2 separate regions of the Sus scrofa genome follow, and region 1 is linked to region 2. The links are chromatin contacts, called in public Hi-C maps. All regions are on one chromosome and are shown on one strand. The core of a region is the stretch at or near the end of the contact, and the rest is flanking DNA. Distances in the headings are between cores, read along the strand shown.

The links. A called contact is a pair of places that touch in the nucleus more often than the background predicts.
Region 1: a Hi-C map of embryonic fibroblasts shows a contact between it and region 2, with 3 times the contacts expected there. The contact joins two enhancer-like sites. A contact is called at or near these places in 5 of 47 Hi-C or Micro-C datasets (embryonic fibroblasts, liver and skeletal muscle).

Annotation. Positions count from the first base shown.
Region 1 is chr16:18,988,409-18,994,366 of Sscrofa11.1, reverse strand. The region is part of intron 2 of LOC102162488 (a long non-coding RNA gene); the gene reads left to right. Among named protein-coding and RNA genes, the nearest start is that of NPR3, 150 kb to the right of the region's middle. Within about 2 kb of position 3,531, at least 2 of the 83 cell types and tissues checked have an H3K27ac peak or open chromatin away from gene starts, as enhancers often do. A contact at or near this core is called in embryonic fibroblasts, where this site is marked.
Region 2 is chr16:18,900,411-18,906,439 of Sscrofa11.1, reverse strand. All of the region lies in intron 3 of NPR3 (atrial natriuretic peptide receptor 3), which reads right to left. Among named protein-coding and RNA genes, the nearest start is that of NPR3, 62 kb to the right of the region's middle. Within about 2 kb of position 2,334, at least 10 of the 83 cell types and tissues checked have an H3K27ac peak or open chromatin away from gene starts, as enhancers often do. A contact at or near this core is called in embryonic fibroblasts, where this site is marked.

The DNA.
Region 1 (5,958 bases), core at 2,282-4,781, 87 kb before region 2:
TTTATTCCTGTTGTTTAAGCCATCCTGTCTGTGGTATTATGTTATAGCAGCCCTAGCAAAGTAATACGATGTCAAAGCCCTCTATTAGTTACTAAAGAAGTATAAGAAATTGCTTTTGAAAGCAGGGTAGATTTTATATTTGGAAAATGGCTTCAAGTTATTTAAATCTCTTTTTTTTTCCCTTGCCTGATTCTTTCCAATTTCCAGGAAATAACTTGCTTCTACTTTTCTGAAACTTAAAACCCAATGAAATATCAGAATTGAAAAGTAATTTTTAATCATTTTACTCCAAATCCTTATTTTATAGAATGGAAAATGAGTCTCAAATCACACATCTCACCATTTCTAGGCAAGAGAGCACTGAAAGATAACCAAGTACCTTTTAAAAAAAAAATTTTATTGGAGTATAATTGACTTACAATATTGCGTTAGTTTCAGGTATACAGCAAAGTGAATCAGTTTTACTTATATATGTGTCCATTCTTTGATTTTTTTTTTAAATCTTTTTAGGGCCACACCTGCAGCATATGGAAGTTTCCAGGCTGGGAGTCGAATCAGAGCTGTAACTGCTGGCCTACACCACAGCCACAGCAATGTGGGATCCAAGCCAAGTCTGTGACCTACACCGCAGATCCTTAACCCACTGAGCGTGGCCAGGGATCAAACCCACAGCCTCATGGATGCTATTCAGGTTCATTAACACTGAGCCACGATGGGAACTCCCCATGTGTCCATTCTTTTTCAGCTTCTTTATATAGGTTATTACAGAGAACTGAGTAGATTTGTCATAGGGGTATTGTGAAGAAAAACATGGGCAGTGCCAGTAGAGCACTTAGCACAGTGCCTGGTGGGTAACAGGTGATCAGTATAAAGTAGCTTGTTATCATTAAGAAAAGGCAAGTACTTTGGTCTGATCTGGGTCACATTGCTAATTGTTGATAAATACGGATTTCCAAGGCTTTGAGAACTGAAATTCTCGGATTTCCCCCAAGCTCAAGCCAGTAAATTTTTCCAGTAGTGATAAACCTGATATGATTTAGAATAAACTTGTTAAAAGCCTGATGAGCTCTTCAACTGGAATTCTTCAGTTTCAAAGAACTTGGGAAACTGAAGAATGCAGACCTGCTCACAAACCTTTCTCTTGGTCCTGGGACTCAAAGCCACATTAAATGTTGAGCTTACTAGTTAACAGCCCAGCCCCTAGGGCCCCTTCCCACTAGAAGAAAAGCAGATGCGAAAAGGCAGTCCAGTGAAGACTGGCTGACCCACAGCTCATTTCATGGTGCCATCACCAGGGTAACATGAATAGCCGGAAGTTGATGTGAACCAGTCCTCCCAGTCCACCATTCCCCCAGGCTGATCCACAACTAAACCTTAAAAAAATAGGCCCTGAGTTTCCCTTTGACCCTTGTTCTTGGCTATCTACTTGGATTCTCTCCAGCTGTGTTGAATCATTCCTCTCTACCTTTTATCTTTGCTTTCCCAGCATTTCCTTTGCTAAGGAACACAAGCAGATGCCCAGACTCAAAACATTTCCCAATTTACAGTCTGGATTTCAGTGGAATACGCTTTCATGTTGAGCTTTGAAGGCTATAGTAAAGATTGCATTAGGGACAGTTACATGCCAGCTATTAACCATTGCCTCTGGCCTGACCTGAATTCACAGAGGGCATGGTCGCCCGACAACTCAATCAATGAGCCCCTTTGGCTGTAGGGTGGCAAGGGCCAAGAGCTCCATCAAAGAAGCCTATGTGCTTTCAGCAACTCAGAAGATTCCAGTTGTTTTCAGCAGGCCCGAGAGGTTAAAATAAACAAATATGAAAATGCCAGATTGCCCTCTCATTTCTTCTCATACCTGATGCCAGCCAGGGCCAGGGCCGGAAAGGCTGCCCCCAAAGAGACCGCGGTGGTGCCCGTGAGCCCAGCCACACCGCCAGACCTGTCACTGCACTAAGTGCCTGCCTTTCACTCCCACTCTCCATTGCTACAAATACACGAAGTACCCATTACTGTGTAATTACCAAATGAGTAAAAGGCCCTCCAACCCTTTCTCCTGGCACAGATCTCACCCAGTGAAGGCTGCTGTTGGCAGCCTTTGGCTCCATGAACACTTTCAGCAGTGTGTGAACACAAAGCCTTGTGCCAAAAGCCCAGCAATTGTTTGTGTTTGCAACTGTCATTGGTTAGGATTCTCTCAACCTGTAGCAGGGCTGCCCAGTCCACGAGTGAGATCTCCGGGATGATGCTTGCAGGGCAAACACTCGTCCTCCTGTATGTCCTCAGCCTTTATGTCTTTGCACTTCTTTTTTCAAAGCTCAAAAACATGTTTGGCTGCAGGACAGCTCACAGAAAAGAGGCTGCTCACTGAGCGATTGTTCAAACCAAGGATCTTACTTAGAGGGCAGCTTCTGCCTCATAGTTAGGTCTCTCTTTCAGATGTATAGATCTTCTGAATTGGAATGGAACTGAAAGAATTTTTAATGTTTACTGGTTCAAATTTTAAATGTCATCATTCAGTCTTTAGACTCTGAATTCAAGAGTACTGGTCTCCTTTTTGCCTATGATGAGAAAAAAAGTTGTATAAAATGTGTACAAATGTCTGCCCACCTCGTGCATCAGTGGATGCACTGGACATGTGTCTGCACTGGATTTGCTGTGTGAATGCATCCCAAAAGGGCAGGGGGGGTGGTTAAAGCAGGATATCCCTGGACTGCGGGTAAGCGTTACAGTTCAGTCTCTGCTAATAATCCTCTCAAAAGTCACCAGTGATTTCCTCATTGCCCAATTCAATGGCCACTTCTCCATCCTTAGACTCCTTGATGTCTTGGTAGCATCTGATACCGTTGACCACCTGCCCCATCTTCCTTGAAACTCCTTTTGGCAAAAACAAATGAAAATCTGTGTCATCATGGTTCTTTCTGGTGGCTCTGATTCGTCTTTCCCTGGTCCACATCCTCCTTTCCTCACTAAACAACAGAACTCCCTGCTTGGGACTGTCCTGCCCTCACCTGTCTTCTCTGCTTTCTCTAGTCTCTCTTGGGGAAATCTGTTCCCTTCCAAGACGGCAAATGTTGCCACTCTGTGAATGGTTCCCAAGAGGGAAGAGGCCCTGCCTCTGCTCTCAAATCATCTTTCTCAGCTTAACCGGGGTGTAATTCTGGTACCTCAAACTCAACTTGTGCATGATAGAATTCAACATGACCACCTAACTTACCCACAAGCCCAGCTTCCAGACCAGCTCTTGCTCTTACATGCCCTGCTTATATTTGGGTTACCAGCATCTGTCTAACCACTTGAGCTTAAAACTCCAGAATTACCTTTGGCTCTCTCCCATTGCTCCTTCATATGGAACAGTTAGTGAATCTACCCATCTGCTCCCCCAAAAGCCTTGTGTGATTTTTCCTTCATTCCCTCTGCCACTACACTGGTCAAGATTTTATTATCCTCACCAAGAGTATTGCTAGGCTCTCTAAGAATTTCATGGCTCTCTTCTCTCTATGTTCCATTCCAGAGCATGCATTACACTCAGATTAATCATCCCATAACACAGTTTTTATTATATTACTCCTCACCCCCAAAGTCAATGGCTCCAATGCTGATACAATAAAATCCTAACTCCTTAGCCTAAAATTAAGATCACTCCAGGATCTGGCCACTAGCCATTCTGTATTCAGCCAAATGGAATTTTCCAGTATTCACTAGAAACATTTAACATTTCTGTCTGTGTTTGTGTTGTTCCCACTATTAGAATCCCTCCCCCAATCTCTTTGTGTTCAGATTTATAGGCTTTTTAAGACTTGGTGTAAGAAACATCTTCTCCTTGATTATTCTTCCAATATCTCCTTCCCCCAGCCCAGCACAACACAACACAGAGATTACTTACCTAGATTCTCAGTGATTTATCTGTAGCTTCATATGATATGTTCTACCAGAGATTCAAACACACACATACAAACATACGAAAAAATCTGTTTCTTATCTAGACTAAACACCCCTTTAAAGTAGGGTTCATATCTTACTCATCATTAGAGACTGAAAGTGCATACCCCAAAATTCATATATTGAGCCCTAATCCTCCCCCATGTGATGGTATTTGGAGATGGAGCCTTTGGGAGGCAGTTAGGGTTAGATGAGGTCACTGAGCTGGGGCTTTCATAATGGGGTTAGTGCCCTTATAAGAGACATGAGAGAGCATGTTTGTCTGTTTCTCTCTCTCCCTCCCCCATATCTATATACAAATACATGTTTGTATATTTTAGATATTAAGCCGTTTTCAGTTGCATCATTTGCAACTATTCTCTCCCATTCTGTAAGCTGTCTTTTTGTTTTTTAATGGTTTCCTTTTCTGTGAAAAAGCTTGTCGGTTTAATTGGGTCCCATTGGTTTATTTTTGCTTTTATTTCTGTGGCCTTGGGAGACTGACCTGAGAAAACACTTGTAAGGCTGATGTCAGAGAATGTTTTGCCTATGTTCTCTTCTAGGAGTTTGATGGTGTCTTGTTTAATTTAAGTCTATAAGCCATTTTGAGTTTATTTTTGTGCATGGTATGAGGGTGTGTCCCAATTTCATTGATTTACATGCGGCTGCCCAGTTTTCCCAGCACCACTTGCTGAAATGAGAATTCTCATTCTTTAACTTGTTACCCAGCCCACAGAGACAGTCACTAGAGAGAAATTCTGTCTTTCACTCAATTCATTACAACATCTAATTTGTTTAAGCACTGTGCTAGGTCCTAAGCATGGAGTGATAAATAAATCCAGTATTTTCTTGCCTTCATGGGCCTTAAATATATACTCTGTTTTTTCATCAAATTACAAATTTCTGTAGGGCAGGATCTGAGTCTTAACTCTCTTTGAATGACATAATGTACTGAATTATTCAGTAGATACTTAACTTTGTTATTGCTGACAAATGTCCTCAATTATCCTATGTGGAAGTGGTGGTTGCTAAACCCTGACTCCTAGAAGCTGATACTTATAAAGCGAGTGTTCCTGATCCAAAGGACAAGAATAGGCAGGACCAGCTTCATGGTTGTGTGATCCATGCAGTTACACAGAGCCCTGAGCTCAGAAGGACCCTGTATTTGGTTTACTGCTCTGCTGTTACCATCTTGAAATTTTAAATAAATTTTTAACAAGGAACCCCACCAGTTATATAACCTGCCCTGAGAACAGAGTTGGGGATGGCAGCCAATATAACTTTAATGTCATTACCATGAGTTTGCCAGAAGGCGCCTCTTCTGTATGTATTTAGTTCTACTCAAATACAGAAAAACAGCAGGGTTTAGTTTGAAAGACATCTCCATATTTTAAGTTATCTACATTCTGTGGTGCCTAACACAGTGTTCTATTTCAAAATCCAATAGAAATAACCATGGCTCTTAGATAATAATGTCATGTTTGTTCACCTAGACTACTGGTATTTTTAGGTTCATATGGCAGTGGTTCCTAAAGTGTGGTCCCAGACCAACAGCATCAGCATGACCTGGGAGCTTCTTAGAAATGCAAGTTCTTGGGCCCCACCCCAGACTTACTGAGTCAGAATTCTAAAGCTGCGACCCAGGTATCTGTGTTTTAACAAGCCCTTCAGAGGATTCTGGTGTATGATGAAAACTGGCAACCACTGGGTTGTAGCATTGTTGGCCCCTTGAGAGTACAGTCTGTCTCCTACTACTGTTTTCTCAGCCAGGTGGGATTATTTCATATAGACACCCCCCCCCCATTGAAGGACAACTGAGAGAGATTTGGCTTAGAAAACTGCTTTAATGAGTTGGTATGAATAGAGGGGAGAACAGCAGAACTGATTTTTTTTTCTTGAGCAACAGATTTGTTTATTCTTCTCCTTTGAAGTCTGAGCCAAAAAATAAGAGCACAGACATATTTTGAAGATAGCACCATAGAGTCCTGTTCCTGAGAGACCTTAGATCATAAGGCCCCAGCCCCAATTTTACAGATGAGA
Region 2 (6,029 bases), core at 1,085-3,584:
TTCAATTCCCTTTTGAAGCATGAAATTAAAAGTCTACCATTGAGGGTAACAGCAGGAACTTCCATAAATCACATGCTAGCACAAATTTTTCAACATCAAAAGAGAGGTTCTCTAGCTGGCAGACACCCCAACGTCTGCTCTTCGGTACGGGGCCTGCCTTCATGCCATTCACACTTGGCCACTTTCTGACGTATTTCAGCCTTGTGTAAAGTGAAATGGAACGTCTTCATCCTTATCCTAGAGAACTCCGAGGAGATGCAGAGGGCAAGTGGCTTCCTAACAGGCAGCAGGCCTGGGCGAGCGCCGGGGTCCAGCCCCGTGCATGGCCATATCGTCACCATATCGTCTGGCAGACTTCTTTGGGGTGGGGTTTGGCCACAGGTTGCCGAAAGGACTGTCTCCATCCTGGGCTCAGGTCTGCCCCTATAGCAATGCCCTTGACTGCTAAATGAACTCAGATCTCCTAGCCTAAAGTGTCACTGCCTGCAAACAGAAGCATATTTTTTTTTCTCTCTCTCATTACCTACCACAACATGGATCATTAAACAAAAGCAGTCCTGGGAAGATCATGAAGTCAAGTTCTGACCCCACATGCATCTCCCACTACAGCCCCCGGCTGCTCTTTTAAGGACGGGAACAACACTGCAGGTGTGAGCGCTGGCAGACAGCAAACCTCAGCCAGAAGCGCCACCCAGCCTGCTTGTGAGGAGAAGCGGGGTGGAGACAACGCTGTGGACGGGGACTCCTGGAATTAGTGGGTGTGGAGCACAAGGACATGAGAATGACTTTTAAAAATTCTCCCGATGCTTAGGCAGGGAATTCAGTCATCTGATACATTTGAATGTGTCGCACACACGTCATATATGGATGCTTCTCATCACCCAACACTCTTGAAGGCTTAGTTGAGAAATGCTCATACATAATGACATAATCATCCCTGGCTTTCAGGTGATCAAGTGAGCAATATCTGCCCTTGACCTTGATGTCCCACCAGTGCCTGACCGGATGTGGCTCTGGAAAGCTTGGCGACCTGACCCCCACAGAATGTTCTGGACACTCGCTGACCTCATATCCCAGGGGTCTGTGTTCCCGTCAGGCACAGTGTCAAGTAAACACAGACACCAAAGCCCAAAGGGGGAAGGGCAAAGGCAGGCAGCAGGCACCCTGTACGCTCTGCTGGGCAGTGAGGCAGCCCCAAGACAGAGGGAGACGGAGACCAGGGAACACAGGAGGACAACTTCTGGCTGCATTACTTCTGAAAGACCAAAGTCAGAAGGAGCATGTAAATTCTAATTTCTCCAACTGGGTGACATCCTTTAAAGCTGGTCCTGAGACCTTCAGGTAGCTCCCCCTGAACTGAGTCACCTGGGGATGTGATTGCAAGGAAGAGATGAGCAAACTCCAGGCTTTGTACAAAGATGACTTTCTTCACGTCTGTCTTGTGTCTTAAAATGAAACCTCTCCCTTTTTATTCAAGCAGTTTCAAGGTGCGGTAAGGACTAAGCTAAGATCCAGAACCCCAACTCCTAGTGCAAGCATCCCTGATTTATTCACTCACTGTGAACAGTCAGCAGCTGAATTCTGTTCAGGTCTTAATTCAGAGCTTCCCCAGCTGGATTCTTTAAAATAAGCAGCAGCATTCCTTAAAATGTTAACAGAGGGCTCTAGAAATAGTACTGCTGTGGTTTAACAAGTTTACAAAATGCTAGATTGAGCAAAGTCAAGCAATTCTCTTTACTTGCAGGTAACAACTGGCAGCTAAATTCTATTGAACATCTTCTACATTCTAGAGCTGAACTTAACAGAATTTACATTCTACTGTGTTTAGTCCTTCCCAAATTTGCATAGATGGGAACTGTTATTATCCTATGAAAGAGATTCTGATTAACATCCTAAACAGAAAGATCTTAGTCAGCGGATGGCATCAAAATGCCAGAAAGTGTTGGGTGGGCAGGTTCTAAAGTAGAGGTCCAAACCAGGCCTGCCTCGTTAAAACATCTATCCTACTGGCGCATATGTTCAGCCAGCTGATACTGGAAGGCAGCTCTGTGCTCTGGTTTCTGTTCCAACTGGCTGGTACTTTGAGTAGCTCTACGAATGGAGTACATAGTTTGGAAAAACCAACGAGGGTCTATAAAAGAGAAGACTAAGATTGACAGTGTACTTCAATGTCAGAGAAGGACAGAACCTCTACCTGGAGATGGGCTGAGAGAGCAGAAGGTGGAAGAAGAAAAGAGGACAAGGAACATGAAGCAACATGCTAATTGCTCCTCATCTCTCAAGCAAATATTTAAACCAGCAGCTAACACAGCATGACTCAGATCAAGCGAATCCAGATTTCAGACTCAGCCAAAGTTGACCTTGAACCTTTATTTCCATGATATTCCTGCCAAAGAGGGGTAGTCTGAAGATAAGCATGAGGAAACATCAACAAACTGACATTGAGGGATATTCTACTAAACAACTGGGCAGAAACTGAATATGTCAAGGTCATGAAAATCAAGGAAAAGATGAGGAACTGCTCTAGACTGAAGGATACTAAAGACGTGACAACTAAATGCAAGACATGATTCTGAAGTGGATCTTTTTGCTGGAAAGGACCTTAGACAAATGGCAAAACAACTGAAATCCAAGGATACAGTAGACAATAGTCACATATCAGTATTAACTTCCTGGGTTTGATGACTGATCGTGGTGATATGAGAGAAGAGCTTTGTTTGTAGGAAATAGATACTAAAATATTGGGAGGTGATGAGTCAACAAGTTAGTCACTTACTCTGAAATGGTCACTTAACTCTGAAGTAATTCAGGAAAAAAATTTTTCGGTGTTGAAATTTCTCTAAGTTTGAGACTGTTTCAAAAATATTAAAGTGGAATGATGCCCACGACAGCAAAATAAATTAATTAATAAAGTTGACTGTGCCCCAGCTGTGAGTTAAAACGCGTACTAAACCAAATGAGCATCCAAACAAGCTGGACGTGAAGGCTGAGGGTCCTGCTCAGAGACCCGTGCGCTCCAAACACACCAGCAACCAAGGGTGGTAATAAAAGATCTACCTATTTGATGTTTTCTAACCAGCGCTCAATATGAAACATGACGGCTTTGGTTTAGGAGGGTCTTTATTCTATATGACCTTGATTCTTGCTAATAATAGTAACCTTAATAATTACTAATAAATGTAACAAAGCTTCATGTACCCAGACTTGTCGGGGGCAGGGGGAGATGTTTCATACAAGCAAATATTCCAGATTCTTAAATATTATTTCTCTAAGTATCAAAACTTTTTGTATAATATAAACACTTTAGTTCCCGTCATGGCGCAGTGGTTGACGAATCTGACTAGGAACCATGGGGTTGTGGGTTTAATCCCTGGCCTCGCTCAGTGGGTTAAGGATCCAGCGTTGCCGTGAGCTGTGGTGTAGGTCGCAGACGCGGCTCGGATCCCGCGTTGCTGTGGCTCTGGCGTAGGCCGGTGGCTGCAGCTCCGATTCGACCCCTAGCCTGGGAACCTCCATATGCCGAGGGAGCAGCCCAAGAAATGGCAAAAAAAATAAAAAATAAAAATAAACACCTTAGATGGAAGTCCTTCTGAAAGGAGCCACGTATGTTCCTGCCTTGACAGAAATCTGCTAAATGTGATTAACCTACCGTGCTTCTCTGTATGAAGGCTGTGACAACGAACAGTCCAGTGGGCTCCATGGCTACTGCAGAGTGTATACGGCGCTGTTCACACAATGCTGACCCCAGGCTTCCATGTTTCTGGATCATCCTTCCTCTTTATGCCGGGACCCTCCTCCCATCCTGAAACGCCTCCTTCCCTGGCTGCTGAGTCTTGTGCATCTCCTCATCCAGCCCTTCCTACCGGTGACCTCCAGGGTTCTCAACAGCTAGAGCACTAAGTCTAAATGCTTCAGGAGGTGAAGAACACGCTCTATTATTAGCCACATCCCTAAATAAAACTCTGTGCCCTCCTCCTTACAAAATCTCTTGGATTCTCTGAGCGTGCCACGAGGTACCTTGACACATTAGCCCCTGGGCTTAGAGTACCCTCCCCAAGGGCCTTGTCTCATTCTCCTACTCAGCTTTGCTGGATGTTCTCAAGTTACCCCCTCCAGATCCACCTTCCACCCTGCTCCAGTCAGCTCTGCCCTGGAAGGCTGACATACACAGATATCAGCTGGGTCCCCTTGTCCTCTGGCTTCTGCAGCAGATGGGAGAGCAGAAGGAGATAAAGATGGGAATGCCAGGGCCTGCACTCCTCCTAGGGGTGGCAGAGTAGTCTGTGTCAGTTTAACTTCAAAAAAAAAAAAAAAGTATACACTCTGGACAAAGTATTTTTAAAAGAATATATTGAAAATGCTAAATGAATATATTTTTAAATATTGAATTGAAGGCACTGGAAAGTGCCAAAAAGCAAGCAGTAGGGGGAGGCTATTTGACCCTTTCAAGAAGGGACTGCACTGCGAAAGAACTAAATGCATCTGGCTTCTCCTCTGAGGGTACACCTGGTCCAAGGAGCATGGAACACCTGGAACTCAAGCAGAAAGTCACGGACTTCTTGGCTTGAGAGATCAGAGGATGTGGATCAAAGCTGGGATTGAGGGCATACAATGAGAGAGTAAATTCTGAGACGACGACCCACAGAGGAAGGAGCACCCAAATTTTTCCACAATTTTCAGCTGCCCTTAATTAATTCTCAAACTTCATTCACACAGGGGAGACACCAAGGAGTCCAGCAGAAAGCAACGAATAGGGGGAGTTCCCGTTGTGGCTCAGTGGTAATGAACCCCACTAGTACCCATGATGAAGCAGGTTTGATCCCTGGCCTCACTCAGTGGGTTGAGGATCCAACATTGCCGTGAGCTGTGGTGTAGGTCACAGACACGGCTCAGATCCTAAGTTGCTGTGGCTGTGGCGTAGGCCAGCAGCTGCAGCTCCGATTCACCTCCTAGCCTAGGAACTTCCATATGCTGTGGGTACAGCCCTACAAAGCAAAAAAAAAAAAAAAAAAGCAACAACTACAAGGCTAAAGAAGCTGAGGAATATCTGAACTGCTGCCTTCTTGCCTTCTGCATGGAAAAGGCTGGAGCTTGAATCCCAGCAAGTTAGAGGAACTTTATCAAGACCTTAGGCTTCCCAGTAAACCCTACATGGGAGTAAAGACTGTCCAGAGACTAAGGATTCATCCTAAGACTAAAAGACAACCAAAATAGCGTCAGTTTCTTCCTTCCTAAGAAAAAAATAAAACATTTCCAAAAGTTCAGGGTGATCAGTCAGTAAAACTGCCTGCCAGAACCAAATTTACTCTTCAGAGGAAAATAACTGAACACAATCTCTGTAACGTATCATCCCCAATATCCACGGTAAAATCAAAAAAGCACTAGACATGCGGAGGCAGAGGAGGTGACTTATAGCCAAGAAAAAGATAGTGACTAGAAAGTTTCCCTGAGATGATTCAGATGTTGGAATTAGCAGATGAGAACTTTAAAGGTATGTTTAAGGACTCAAAGAGAAAATGGCCCAAAAAAGTGATCAAATGGGGAATCTCAGGAAACGAATGAAAGCTATAATAAAGAGCAAGTGGATATTCTAGAACTGATAAGCACAATATTGAAAAAACAAATATTCACTGGATAGGCTTAAAAGATTGTCTGTGATTTCAAAGATAGATCAATAATAAATATCCCAATCTAAAGAACAGAAACCATACAAAGTCAATATACAAACACCAATTATATTTATGTATATACTACAAAAAAAATTGGAAGATTAATTTTTTATTCTGCTTATATGGCTATATCAGAAGACATAAAATTATTAGCAATAAATTTAATCAAAGATATGTAGGACTGCCATGTAGAAAACTACAAACATTACTGAGAAAAATTAAGACTTAGTTATTTGGAGAGGTATATCATGCTCATGGATTGGAAGACTCAATATATTTAAGATGTCAGTTTTCTCCACGTTGGTCTACAGTTCAATATAATCCAAATCAAAAATCCCAGGAACTTTTTTGTAGAAATTG